Linked DNA regions of Sus scrofa: region 2 is linked to region 1. A link is a contact called in public Hi-C data. All regions are on one chromosome and are shown on one strand. The core of a region is the stretch at or near the end of the contact, and the rest is flanking DNA. Distances in the headings are between cores, read along the strand shown.

Region 1 (6,266 bases), core at 2,057-4,556:
GTAAGTCCTTCAGGTGCCCAGAGGTAGGCTCTGCCCACCTGGAACCTGGCCTCATTCTCAGAGCTCCTTGCCCTCCACCTACATCCCCTTTCCAGAAAGGGCTCTCTCTCAGCCTGCTCACCCTTCCAGAACCATCCTGTTTCTGCCTTCTGTCATCTGACAGCATCTCACACAGCCTCCTCTCTTGCACCCGCCTTTGCCTACCCTCAGCCCCATCCATCAGGGCTTCCCACTCGCCTTTCCAAGGCCCTTCTCCACAGCGTCCCCTGCACTGCCATGGCCGCCCTGGGCTCTGAGTGCCTCGCCCTTCTGGAAACGTCCCTGGGGTATCTGATACCATGCTCTCCCACTTCCTGGCAGCTCTGCGGCAGCTCCTCTGGCCATGCATTTGTGCCCATCTCCCCCCCCCCCGGCCAACACAGGGGTCCCAGGGCGCCTCTTCTTCACTCCCTGACAGAAGGGTCCCAGGCCGCTCCCTTCGCCCTCACGCTGGCACAGGCGATCTTGGGCAGAGCTGGCTTGCTCCCACGGCATAGTCCACACTCTGCGCTGTAAGAGACATCAGCCTCTAGTCCTGGGCTTGCTCTTCCATGAAGAGCTGTACTGGGCCTGGTAGCCACAGTCCCCACTCCTGTCCCTCCTTGCCACCCTGGTCCTTGGTTCCTGGCCAGTAGCAGCTCTCCGAGCCCCATCTATGTTGTTGCCAAGCACAGAGGAGGGTCTCCCCTGTGACTGACCCTGGTGGCTCTCACAGAAACCCTTTTTATGTCACTCAACACCTGTCTATCGAGGGAGAGCACTTGGCCGGCATGGGGCAGGGGCCATGAACAAGGCAGACAAGGACCCGCCCTCATGGGGCTGGGACAGATGACAAGTAAATGCACATCGGGAACCAGGCTCACATCACCAAGTGGCCTCCCACCTGGCCCACAGCATAGAGCAGGCTGGAGAAGCAGACAGCCCAGCCCCAAGGGAGGTAGTGCTGGTGGCTGGAAGGCCTCAGAGGGCTGGGGTGGGCACGATGGGCTGGGCTGCCGTGTGGAAGGTAGATTGCAGGGGAGTGAGGTGTGTGGGGGTGGGCAGGAGACCATGGCTCTGTTTGGATGGACACTGGGGTTGGTGTGTGCGAGGGGGTCTTTGGGAATGAAGAGATTCAGGGGGATGGAGGCATTGTCATCTGTCCTACAGATGGAGAAACCAGGACTCAGGGGTTATCTGCTGTGCAACAGCAAGGGAAGAAGCTGATTAGGACCCCAGGGTGAGCCTCTTGTCTCCAGCTGTCGCCCTCCTTGCTCGTGTACCCAGCCCCTCTCCACCACACACGGAGCCTGGTCTTGAGAGGGAGCAGGACAGGTGACAACACCTGCCCTTCCAGAGCCCACAGGCTTGTTGGCACCCATAGTGCTACGGGCTGCGGGACATTCTCCTTGAGTTCTGGGCCTGGGGGCTAGGGGCTGGATTCAGGCAGGTACGTAGAGGAGGGGAGGGTTTGAGGGGAGATCAGGAACAAAGTACCAAGAAAAAGCCTTGAGCCGACTCGAGTAGGGAGAGGGTGAGGATGTGAATTTCTAGGGAGGGAGGAGAGAAGGTGAGGCGGTCAGGGCAGTCACCTGGCACTGTGAGCTGGGGCTGGGCTTCCCAGGCCAGGGAGCGTGGGAACCTGTGGGCAGCCAGGAGGAGCTGGGATGGGGCTTTGGGCAGAGATGTGGCTGGCAAGGTCTGCCTGCATCTGCTCGCCAGATCAGAAATGCTTCCAGCTCCTCCACTAGGGGGAGACATAGGGCTGGCCCTTATCCAAAGGCCATCCTCCTTGCTTCCTGTCCTTTCATCCTCCTGGGGCTCCTGCTCATACAGTGGCTGGCAGTGAGCTCAGAGTCCCTGGGGTTGGGGGGGCGGGGGGAAGGATGCTGGGCTCAAGGCTGGGTACCCACTGGGGATGTAAGCACCCAGGAAGTGGGGGTGTCAGCGGAGGAGGTGGCTGGGGGCAGACAGTGAAGGGTGTGGGCAGCAGCATGCCTGGCTGGAGAGAGGAGGTGGGGGCAGGGATGAGGGCTGCTCAGTTGGCCAAACTAAGAGCCACCTGTCCTGAGACAGGAGGGGCCCTGGGTGTGTGAGTTCCAGGTGCATGTGGGCATATAGAACCCCAGAATCCCAAATGCCAGAGCGGAAGAGACCCCAGGGCTTTATGTCAGTGATACCAACCTTAGACAGTCAGGTGCAGGTGGTACTTAATGGCCCAGCCATATTCTTTTGGCTCCAGGCCCATCTTTCCTGAGCACCTCCCAAGGGAAATGCAGCTCCACAATTTAAATCTAGGGCCCTAGAAAAGCAGATGAAAAACCTCGGACCCAGCCCCAGCCCCAGCCTGGAAGACAGGCTTGGAGGAGATGCCAAGACCTGAGCCCAGAGTCCAGATAGGCCAAGGCTGCCGCCCACCTCTGCCTGGGCCACTCTGAGCAAGAGACAGATGGTTGGGGGTGGACACACAGGGCTCTGGAAATGGGCTTCCATAGTATGAATAGGATCCCAGATGCTGGGGAAGGGCCTGTGGTCTGACTTGCCCAGCTGGTGGCAGGTGCCCAGGAACATCGTGCTTTTTCAAGGAACTCAGCAGCCCTGCCTGCCGGGTGCCTTGGACGTGGCCCTTCCACTTCCATTGGAGGGTGATCCTGGGACAGGCTTAGGTTGGGTCAAAGGACAGCTGTGCCCTTGGCTCCCCAACCTGCGGTGTGGAGCAGCTCCAGGTTGCTCTTCAGAATGCCCTGGGGCAGGCACCAGGCCAGTGGAAGGTGGCCGTCGCAGTACAGTGCAGGTGTGTAAGTGTGCACACACACGTGAGAGCAGAGGCTGCCCCTGAGGGGGATGGGGCAGGCGCTGGTCTCTCCTGTGGTTCCCTGGTGCCCGGGCCTCACACACGTCCCTCTGCCCACAGCACCACAGATGTGCACACGGTGGCCTCCCTGCTGAAGCTGTACTTGCGGGAGCTCCCCGAGCCTGTGGTCCCCTTCGCCAGGTACGAGGACTTCCTCAGCTGCGCCCAGCTGCTCACCAAGGACGAGGGGGAGGTTAGTGGCTCTCGGGGACGCATCCTGGGGGGTGGGCCTGCCAGTTGGTGGGGACATGTGGAGACAGGACTTTCCATAACTTCTCATGGCACGTAGATCCTGCAGTCTGCTCTGCGTGTGGAATCTCCCAGTCTGGGGTGGGCTGGGACATCTCGATCTCTTGGAGGGACAGGTACCCTGTGCAGCAGCCATGTTCCAGCTGTACCCCTGTATGCAGGGTCCCCAGGCTCAGCCACTACCCTATAGGCACACCTGCTCCCATACCCAACTCAGGCCACCCAGGCCGGCCATGGGGTTGGAAACAAGCAGACCTTTCATCTCTTTCTATCGTGCCTCCTCCCAAAAGAATCCGAGACTGCTCCCCGGACAGGGCCCCCACCCCCACCCTGCATCGCCCGCCTGCAGCTCTGCTTGGCTCCGGCGGGCCGGGGAAGGACTGTTTGTCCTCCCTCTGGCCATGTGGGAGATGAGGGGTCTTTATCTGGCAAATATTTGTGCCTCGATAAGTGAGCTGAGCGCTGGCCCTGACATTCCTCTGTGGCCCAGCAGAGGCACATCCCTCACAACAGCCTCTGGAGAGTAAATCGGCTTCTCCCCGCCCAGAGGTCACAAGCCTGGCCTGGCCGCTCCTGGAAGGGAGATGGAAGTGGTGGAGCCCTTTGATCACCTGGGGCCAGGCCCATGGGCTGTGGATGGAGTTCTGGACTCTGATCCCCACCGCCTCCTCAGCCCACCTCCCTCCAGTGGGAGAAAGGTTGGGACCTGGTTGCTGGTCTTTTTTATTATATTTTATTTGTCCTTTGTCTTTTTAGGGCTGCACCCACAGCATGCGGAGGTTCCCAGGCCAGGGGTCGAATTGGAGCTATAGCTGCCAGCCTACGCCAGAGCCACAGCAACGCCAGATCTGAGCCACATCTGTGACCTACACCACAGCTCATGGCAATGCCAGATCCTTAACCCACTGAGCGAGGCCAGGGATCGAACCGGCAACCTCACGGTTCCTAGTCGAATTTGTTTCTGCTGTGCCACAACAGGAACTCCCTGGTTGCTGGGCTTAAAAATGCTGTTTTTCCTCTCTCAATCCCAAGGGGACCCTGGAGTTGGCTAAACAAGTAAGCAGCCTTCCCCTGGTCAATTACAACCTGCTCAGATACATCTGCAAGTAAGTGAGTGGGGGTGGGCCTCCCTCTCCTGCGCTCTGGCTCTGCGTCCTCCCTGGGGCCAGGGTCATGCTCCCACCCTCTCTTCTCCCTGAGTGCAGAGCCAGCGGGAAACATAGAGGAGCATGGTCCCTGCACTCACAGGCCTTACAATCCCCGTGGAAGCAGGCGTGTCACGCAGTCCTGAGCACATCTTTACTGGCGGGAAGGGACACAGTCTCTGTTCCTTCTTCCTCCTCTGGGTGCCTCTCACCATCCACTCCCCATGGGTTGGCCTCCTGACGGTGCCTGGGCTCAGGTGCCTGGAGAGGACATGCTGGGTGTCCTCCCAAGCCAACAACGGGTCCCTGTCCTGGTGGCCTTTGCTTCTGATGGCCCTCTCAGATGCCAAGGAAGCTCTGCCTCTTCAGAGCCTGGCAGGGGCAGCTGGCTGTGCCTGGCAGCTGTGGAAACACGTGGGCTCAGTTGAGCAGAGGGGCCAGGCAGCTGCCAGTAGATCTGGCATCGGTATTTGCTTCTCTGCCAATGGTCTCTTCCGCCCTTTGCAGGTTTCTGGATGAAGTTCAGTCTCACTCAGATGTCAACAAGATGAGTGTCCAGAACCTGGCAACTGTTTTCGGACCTAACATACTTCGGCCTCCGATAGAAGATCCGGTGACCATCATGGAAGGTAATGGGGAAGGGGTGCATGGCAGAACTGGGTGCTCTGGGGTCTGGGCTCACCTTGGTCCGGGGAAGGTCCTCAGAACTTCATGCCAGGCCAGAGGGAAGGGTGGCTCCATCACTGGGGACTTGGCAGGAGCTTCTCTGGATCTCCTCCCCCGCTTCCTCCAGCTCCTCCTCCCCCATGGGGTCAGCTATAAAAGGAAGAACTTTGTCCTGTGGATGGGGTCATAAGGTGCAATTAGATTTGTGGGAGAGGCTGGGGTTGGGGGGATAGAGAAAGTCGGCGCCCTTGCCCATCAGTACACACAGATGTTTTTGTTTTACTCATTTTTGGCTAAGTAATTGTTATTGGCTTCTTCTGGATGTCAGAGCTTTGCAAACCCTGGGGATATTCTGTTCTATAATGAAAAAAACCATAATTTAAAAAATGGTACCAGCAGCTGCTTTCAATATGCCAGGGCCTCTACTTCTCTTACCTCACTTTAATCATCATAAGCAGCCAGTGCTGCAGTTATGCCCCCATTTTACAGATCGGGAGACAGGCTCAGAGAGGCAGGGTGACCCTGTCAGCCCAACTTTTCAAAGGGCACAGGTGCAGGCTGGCATGGAAATGAGAGCCTTGCTTGGAGGTGCCATGGACGACTGTCCCAGCGGGGTTAGTGGGAGGGTCTGGCCGCTCCGACAGGAACCCCGCAGCCAGCCCCAGCTGAGGACTGCAGAGGCTGGCCAGGACTCACAAGGGCCCTGCCCTGTGCCAGCCGGAGTTCACTGCCCCCTGGTGCTAAGCATGCTGAGGGCAGAGTTGCCATTCTTCACTGAACATGATGCAGGGGAGATGCAGGGGGTGTGCGGTGGGCTTGGAGCTGTCCACCCCGCTGGCTGAGGGTGTGGCCCTTGGGGACGGTGCTCTTGCTCAGCCCCCGCATGGCCTGATGGGTGTGTCTCTGGCCCCAGGCCCCCAGCTCCTGCCTGTCAGGTAGCACAAATGCCAGAGGGCCAACGCTCACTCTACTGACTTTCCCGAGTTCTTGTGTCTGGACTAAAGATTCTTCATTTCCTCCAGGATTCTTGGTTACTTCCAGTGGGAGGGTCCACACAAGCACTTTACCTTCCTCACTGCAGTCTCTGCTCCTTGGTTGAGGATAACCTGAGGGAACCAGGCAGGTGGTCCCTCTGTACAGCCTCCCTTGGTCGCTGACCCCTGTTCCCACCCCACAGCCTCAGAAACAGAATCCCCACAGAGGCCGCAGGCTGCGTCTCAGCAGATGTGGCCTGGAGAAGGGGGATTGTGTATGTGTGTGTTGGGGTTGTTCATGTTGCGGGGTGGCTGTGTTCATTTGTGTGTGTGTGGAACTGTGTGTGTATAATTGTGTGA
Region 2 (6,068 bases), core at 2,760-5,259, 210 kb before region 1:
TAAAATTTTGTATATATTGCATTAAATCAAATATAGTAAACTAATTTCACCTGCTTCTTTTTTGGAAAATATATTGCGTTAAATCAAATATATTATTAAACTAATTTCACCTTTTTTTTAAGGCAGCTGCTAGAGAAAGTTCAATTACATGTGTGGCTGACAGTGTGTCTCTAGTGGACAGGGCTAAAGCCCCAGGCACTCAGGAGTCTGGATGGTCTAATTCTCCCCGCACTTGTCACCTGTGTTACTGTGTTCAGTATTGGTTATTATTTCATAGGTAGTTTTAGTTTCACCCTCTTCTTCTTGCCCCCACCTTAATTCATGACTCATTTATTTTATAGTTAATGATGGATGATTTAGACTTACCAAATGTTTGTCAGTGTCTTCATCCACCTGCCCCAGGTCAGCTCTCTTCACAGAGCTTCCAGGGGCCACACTGAAGGCTGCACTGATTTTCTCAGTGTCACCTGCGGTACCAAGGACCCAGCCCCAGGCAGAGACCCACCTGCCCCCAGGTGGCAGGTGGCCTCTGCTGGAACACAGCTGTTCCTCCTCTATCTCAGTGGGAGCCAGGGAAGGCTGGGGCGAGCCTGGACTGCAGACAGGAGAGGGGCCTCCAGGGCAGTGCTCTGCTCAGCCACACCCTGCTGACCTCTCCGTGGCTGGCCCCCACACTCACACTTGCCTCTGACTCCGAGTGGGATTGGGGATGGGGCAGTGCCTTGTCCATTCCTCATCATTCCCTCCCAGAAAACACATCTGGTTATCCTGGCCATACTCTCCCGGTGACAAGGAGCCTTAGTGCCCCAGCTAGGAGGAGGGCCCTACCTGACCAGTGCTATGGGGGCAAGCATCCTCTCTCCTAAGGTCTTAGGGGCCATTCCCCAGCACCCATGCCACTCCTCTCTTACACACTCCCCAGGCCTGGGACCTGGGTGAGGATGAGACAAGTGAGGCACTCACAGCCTCCTTAAAATTTGCATCCTAGATGTCTCACCTGCCTTACCCTAGTCCCAGCCCTGAATTTCCCAGAAGTGTGTGTTTCCCATGGGTGCTATGCAGGTGACTCACCTGAGCCCCCTAAGGCCAACAGAGTCCCTCCCTGGAAAGATCTCAGACTGTAACAGTGTGCAGCTGCAGGGGGGAAAAAGATGGGGGGGGGGGGAAATGGTGTGGTGAGAGCGCCATCTTATGCCCATAGTTGCAAATTACAATCAGGATTGCTCAGTTCCTTTATTAATCAATGTTTCTTCTAAGTAATAATAGAAACCCTCTTCAGAAAGAGGGAGAAACTCTCGTCCAGCACTGGCTGCGTAGAGACCGCAGGAGAGACTGGCTGGATGAACTACGAGTGGCCCAGGGAGAGGCTATGGAGAGGTCAGAGAGCACAGTTCTTTACACAGCTAGGTTTGAGTAGGTTGACCCTGTCTCCTCTCCTCAGTCCAGATCTCCAAATTCTTTACCTTCAGAAGAAAGGGTCTGTCCACATTGGCAGAAACGATTGGGGCACCCAGAGTGTGCTCACCTGTTTAGCCTCTCTCCATTCCCTGAGCAGTGTAGATTGGGGCGATCTTCAGAATGTTTTAGAATTTCCCCTTCAGCCCGAGCCTTTCCCAAGATTTTGTGAAAAACAATGACTTTTGCTTTCCAAGGTGAGGCGGTTTGATAGGTTGCAAGACCATGGTTCAGGATTTCTGGGGAGTGTGTTCAGGATGCAAACTGGAGCCCCATTCCCAGGGATATATTCAGACTGGGGATGGGACCGGGTAATCTGCATTTCAGCATAACCACCTTAGTCCTTTGAACGTGATTACTTTGCTGCTTCTGCGTCTAACAAAGAGTTGACACCTTGATGGCAGTTGGTATGGATTGGATGATTAGCGATTCACAGCTGAAAAGACTACCTTTCTTAACTGAGTGATTCAATCAAAGAATTCGTGCCTGGTGTGTTTGGGAGGCTAACTTGGTGGAGTTAAAATTTTCTAAACCCTAGGCTGGGGCAAGCTTTAAAACAATCTTAAAACAACCAGTAATAAAAATGGCGATTTAAATCATAATGCTATCTGATTAGTCATTTTGTGGTCTCAGTGATGAAAAGCCTTTGCATATTAAAAAGTGCAAAAAGTGCAAAAAGGAAAAATTAAAAAGGAAATCTAAGCTAGAGAAAATATGATTTATATAAAGCAAGAAAACTTGTGTGAAGTGCAGATTTCTCTCCAAGTAAGATTAATGTTTTTGTTTTTGGATACTCATCTAGTATACATTTGTTAAAAAGTGTGATGTCTCTAGGGAAATAACAATGAAGACTGCTGTATTGCTTTTTAGGAACCTTTAACAGTTGACATTTTCTCAAAAAACAATGTTGCCTCTATTATTAAATATGAGTCAAGTTTATTACAGGAAAAAAAGGGAGAAACAATCCCTGAGCTCCAGTATCAATTTCAATATTTACACCCATAAAACAGTATGTAGCCTTCCTATGCTTATAACTTATAACAACTGGAAAAACAAAACAACTTTGCTACGTAAAAACAAAAAGTCCCCCTAAGAATTCTTCATTAAATGCAATTTACAATATGGTTCTGACTGAGCTTGTGACGGCTAGGGTTCAATGGCTCATTGAACAGAGGTCTCTAGAGGGTTGTTGTGTGACCACCCTGATTTCTGGGGGCTTCTAAAGCCCTCAGAACCGCTACACAGAACCCTGATTTTATGGAAGCCAGTGAGCTCACTGATGGTGCCCAATTCCTGGTGAGGGTTGTGGGTCACCACCCAGTCACCCCACCACCAAAACTCTCCCAAGAGGAAGCCCCATGTGGGCTGCTGGCTCCCCTGGAGACCCACTCTACCAGAGCCCTAAGTGCCACACATGAAAGAAATTCTCTGCCAGATTCTCTGCCACCTGCTGCCAATTGGGTTTTAAATACGGACAGCGACTCTGGCACTAAAATCACCTGAGAGTGTTTGAGTATAAAACCTTCTAAAATGGTCTTATTTTTAAATTTATCACATTAAATTAAATTGCACAATTTATTAGACTGTGCAGGAATCCCAGTTTGAGAACCAAATACTGCCCTAATTAAAGCTGCTGCTGCTGATGGAGGAAACGAGCCCTTTCTAGATCCCTGTTAAGTGCCACTGGCTGCATCGGGGTGTGAGGACCAGAGCTGAGCACTTAGCTGAGTTCTTTGCATGACTTACCTCACAACAGACCCTGGAGTCAGCAGCATTATTCTCATTTTACAGATGGGGAATGGAGTGCAGGGACACAGTGCAACTTACCCAGGGGCTCAGCTAAGAAGTGTCCATGACAGGACTCAAATTCAACTTTGCTTGACTCTAATGCCCTTATTCTTTCCACACCAGCTCCACCACCTCCCCCAGCAGGTCTGAACAGAGAGTTAGCCCTCCTCCATTCAAGCACAGAGAAGGCCTAGTTTGCTGATTGCCAACTCAATTCCCAGTAGGAGGGTCCAAGAGCAGGACGCTACACCTGGCTCTTCAGAAAGCCCTGAGTTCTGTCCTTGCAGCAGGACCTGTACCAGCAACTCCTCTCCACCCAGGTCCACCCTGCCTCACTCCCAGGAGCCTCCAGGGGCCAGTGGGAGGTTACCGCATACTTAGGGTGGGTGATCACCTGCCTCTGCCATCACCACCTTCCTGAGGCTGGCCTGACCGAGCTTCTACCCCAGCCCTGGCTCTGCCCAGATGCCGAATCAGGCTTTCCAAGGCTACCAGGCCATAGCCGGCCTCCCCTGCATTCATCAGGGAGGAACAAGAGTGGGGCCATTCTGAGTCCAGGTGAAGAGGAGACCGGCCCACCCTTGGAGAGAGGGCTCTCTGTCCACCAGAGCTCCACTGAGAGGCAGATCATGGAGGGCCATCTGCCTGCTTCCCTCCTTGGCCTTGGCTTTCGAATCAACTGGCCTTTATTTCAAATCGCAGGGATGTCGCTTGTAATCCGTCACCTTGGAAAACGCACTGAACCTTTCTGATCTCTTTCCCTATCCACAGAATGGGGGAGATTTTGGTGATGCTGGAACTTTGGGAAGTGGTTCAGCTCCTCCCTCCGCAACCTGAGGGCTCCTCCCCTGCTAATGACTTCTCCAGCCCCAACTTCCTCCCGGTACTCAAGACAGAACTGAGCAGCGCAGCACGGAGTCCAGCTTCTCAGAGGAAGACTGTGTAGGAAGCCCCAGGAATCCCGTACACCTGCGAGCAGCCCATGGCCCGGAGAAGGTGAGGCTGCAGATCAGGGTGGGGCGATTTGGGGCTTGGGGGGTCCTGAGGCAGGGAGGAATGCGTACAGAGCTGGGGCTGTGAAGGAGGCAATTGTCCAGGGGCGTGGGAGACAGTGCCGGCTTGTGCCCACCAGGGGGCGCTCTGCACCAAGTCAAACTCCAGGCCTGCCGCCGCGAGCCGCCCAGCCCCAGCCCTTTCTGGCAGAGGTCAGCCTCACTGGGGAAACATTTCTTGAGCAGAGTCTGCGGCAGCCTCTTAGCAGGCCAAGAACGGCCATCAACGCACCATCCCCGGAGGCACCGAGGAGCCAGGGAGCCTGGACCTGATTGATAATGTTCCGCCTGGGCAGCTTCCTCCTAGTCCTGCCCGCTGGTCACATGGGGGCTGGGGGCAGGGCCAGGACCGGCAGGGCCCAGGGGGTGAGAAGAGGGGGCAGGGAGCCCAAGGTGCTCCCTCCAGCCAGTGCCCTGAAGAGGGATCCCCAGGCAGGTTCTGTGCAGCGGAAATGGAGGTGTCCGGCTCCTCCGTACCAGGTGAGCAGACCCTAGGCCGGGCAACACGCAGGAGGCTTTTCTGGAAGTCTGGGCGCCCCCCCCTGTCTGCCAGGGCCCAGGTGTCCACTAGGTGATGGGGTGCTCTTTACCCAGTGCCCACACACGCTGGAAGCCAGGGGGCCCTGTGGGAGATGTATGAGGAGCCTTAAGGTGAACACATGGCTAGGCCAGTCCAGGACAACCGGGACCATCTGTCCAAGTTTGAAGAATGGGGCTGCAGAGAATGCCAGAGCAATCTGGGTTCGAATCCCCCCCCCCACCTGCACCGTGTTACACCGTGTGGCTTAGGATGACTCGCACAGTTCCACTGAAATAGTCACCTCTGGGTTAATTTGAATCAGGTTAATGTGTGTGGTCCACAGTGGGTGCCTGTTAAGTACTTGCTGTTGATATTAACAATACCTGTGGGTGCCTATTAAGTGCTTTCTAGCTGTTGATATTGATAATGCCTGTGAGTGAGGTGATGCCCAGGTACAGGGCTCTAGAAGGACCTGGTGTTCCCGCACCTACTCCCACGGTGAGCCCGTTTGCTGGGGCCGGTGCCAACTAGAACTGCTCCTGGCTGAGTCATCCCCAGCTGGCTCTCCATGGCAGGTCCAGGAGCTGTGCCCCTTCTGTGCTGAACTTAGCCAGGTTGTGGCCTGCTGTTGAACACCACTGATGAGGAAGGTGGGTGAGGGGCAGGCAAGGGCTGGGGTGGGTGATGGGAGCACAGTTCTCATACTCCTCTGCCCCTAGGTCACTCTCCCCAGCTGGAGAGCAGAGCCCACCATACCTGCCCTTCCAGCCATGTTTTCCCCAAAGCAGATGCCCATCCCCCAGGGCCTTGTCATCCCAGCTGCAGGCTGAGGTCAGCAAAACTCACTCCACCAACCAGAGCCCTCCTGGTACAATCATGCCCCTCCCCCACCCCCACAGACATATATATACCACCACCATCCCTGCATGATGCAGGTGGGCCGTGAGGGGCAAGGACCTGCACAGGGCACAGGCAGGACAGCAGCCCCGCTCACTGTCTCCCAGGGAGACCTCTGTTCTGTGATAGCAGAGCTGAGATTGGGTCCTAGACCTGCCCAGGTTCGGAAAGAAGTAAAGTCAATGCACATGTCCGAGGGGAAGAACTGACATTGTTACGTGCACACAGACACACCCTGGGCAGCAGTCTTCGTTTACCTTAACCTTAGAGCAACCTGCCTTGGGTTGATTGATCACTGTGCCCTTGCATCTGTTTTAACACCTCTGTCTTGTACCAGCCCATGTGCCTTGAGGAAG

What was found. Hi-C and Micro-C count contacts between places; a contact is called where the count stands out from the background.
Region 2: a Hi-C map of omental adipose tissue shows a contact between it and region 1, with 1.6 times the contacts expected there. The contact joins the promoter of ARHGAP22 here to the enhancer-like site in region 1. A contact is called at or near these places in 10 of 47 Hi-C or Micro-C datasets (embryonic fibroblasts, epiblast stem cells, fetal heart ventricle and 6 more) and 1 of 2 datasets of contacts at active chromatin or transcription factors (skeletal muscle).

What each region holds. Positions count from the first base shown.
Region 1 is chr14:89,119,276-89,125,541 of Sscrofa11.1, reverse strand. It overlaps ARHGAP22 (rho GTPase-activating protein 22), which reads left to right. Exons shown (of 11, transcript XM_021073072.1): 7 at 2,933-3,065; 8 at 4,154-4,227; 9 at 4,774-4,895. Among named protein-coding and RNA genes, the nearest start is that of MAPK8, 130 kb to the right of the region's middle. Within about 2 kb of position 3,306, at least 11 of the 83 cell types and tissues checked have an H3K27ac peak or open chromatin away from gene starts, as enhancers often do. A contact at or near this core is called in omental adipose tissue, where this site is marked.
Region 2 is chr14:89,329,329-89,335,396 of Sscrofa11.1, reverse strand. ARHGAP22 (rho GTPase-activating protein 22) reads left to right here and starts at 4,009. Exons shown (of 11, transcript XM_021073072.1): 1 at 4,009-4,239.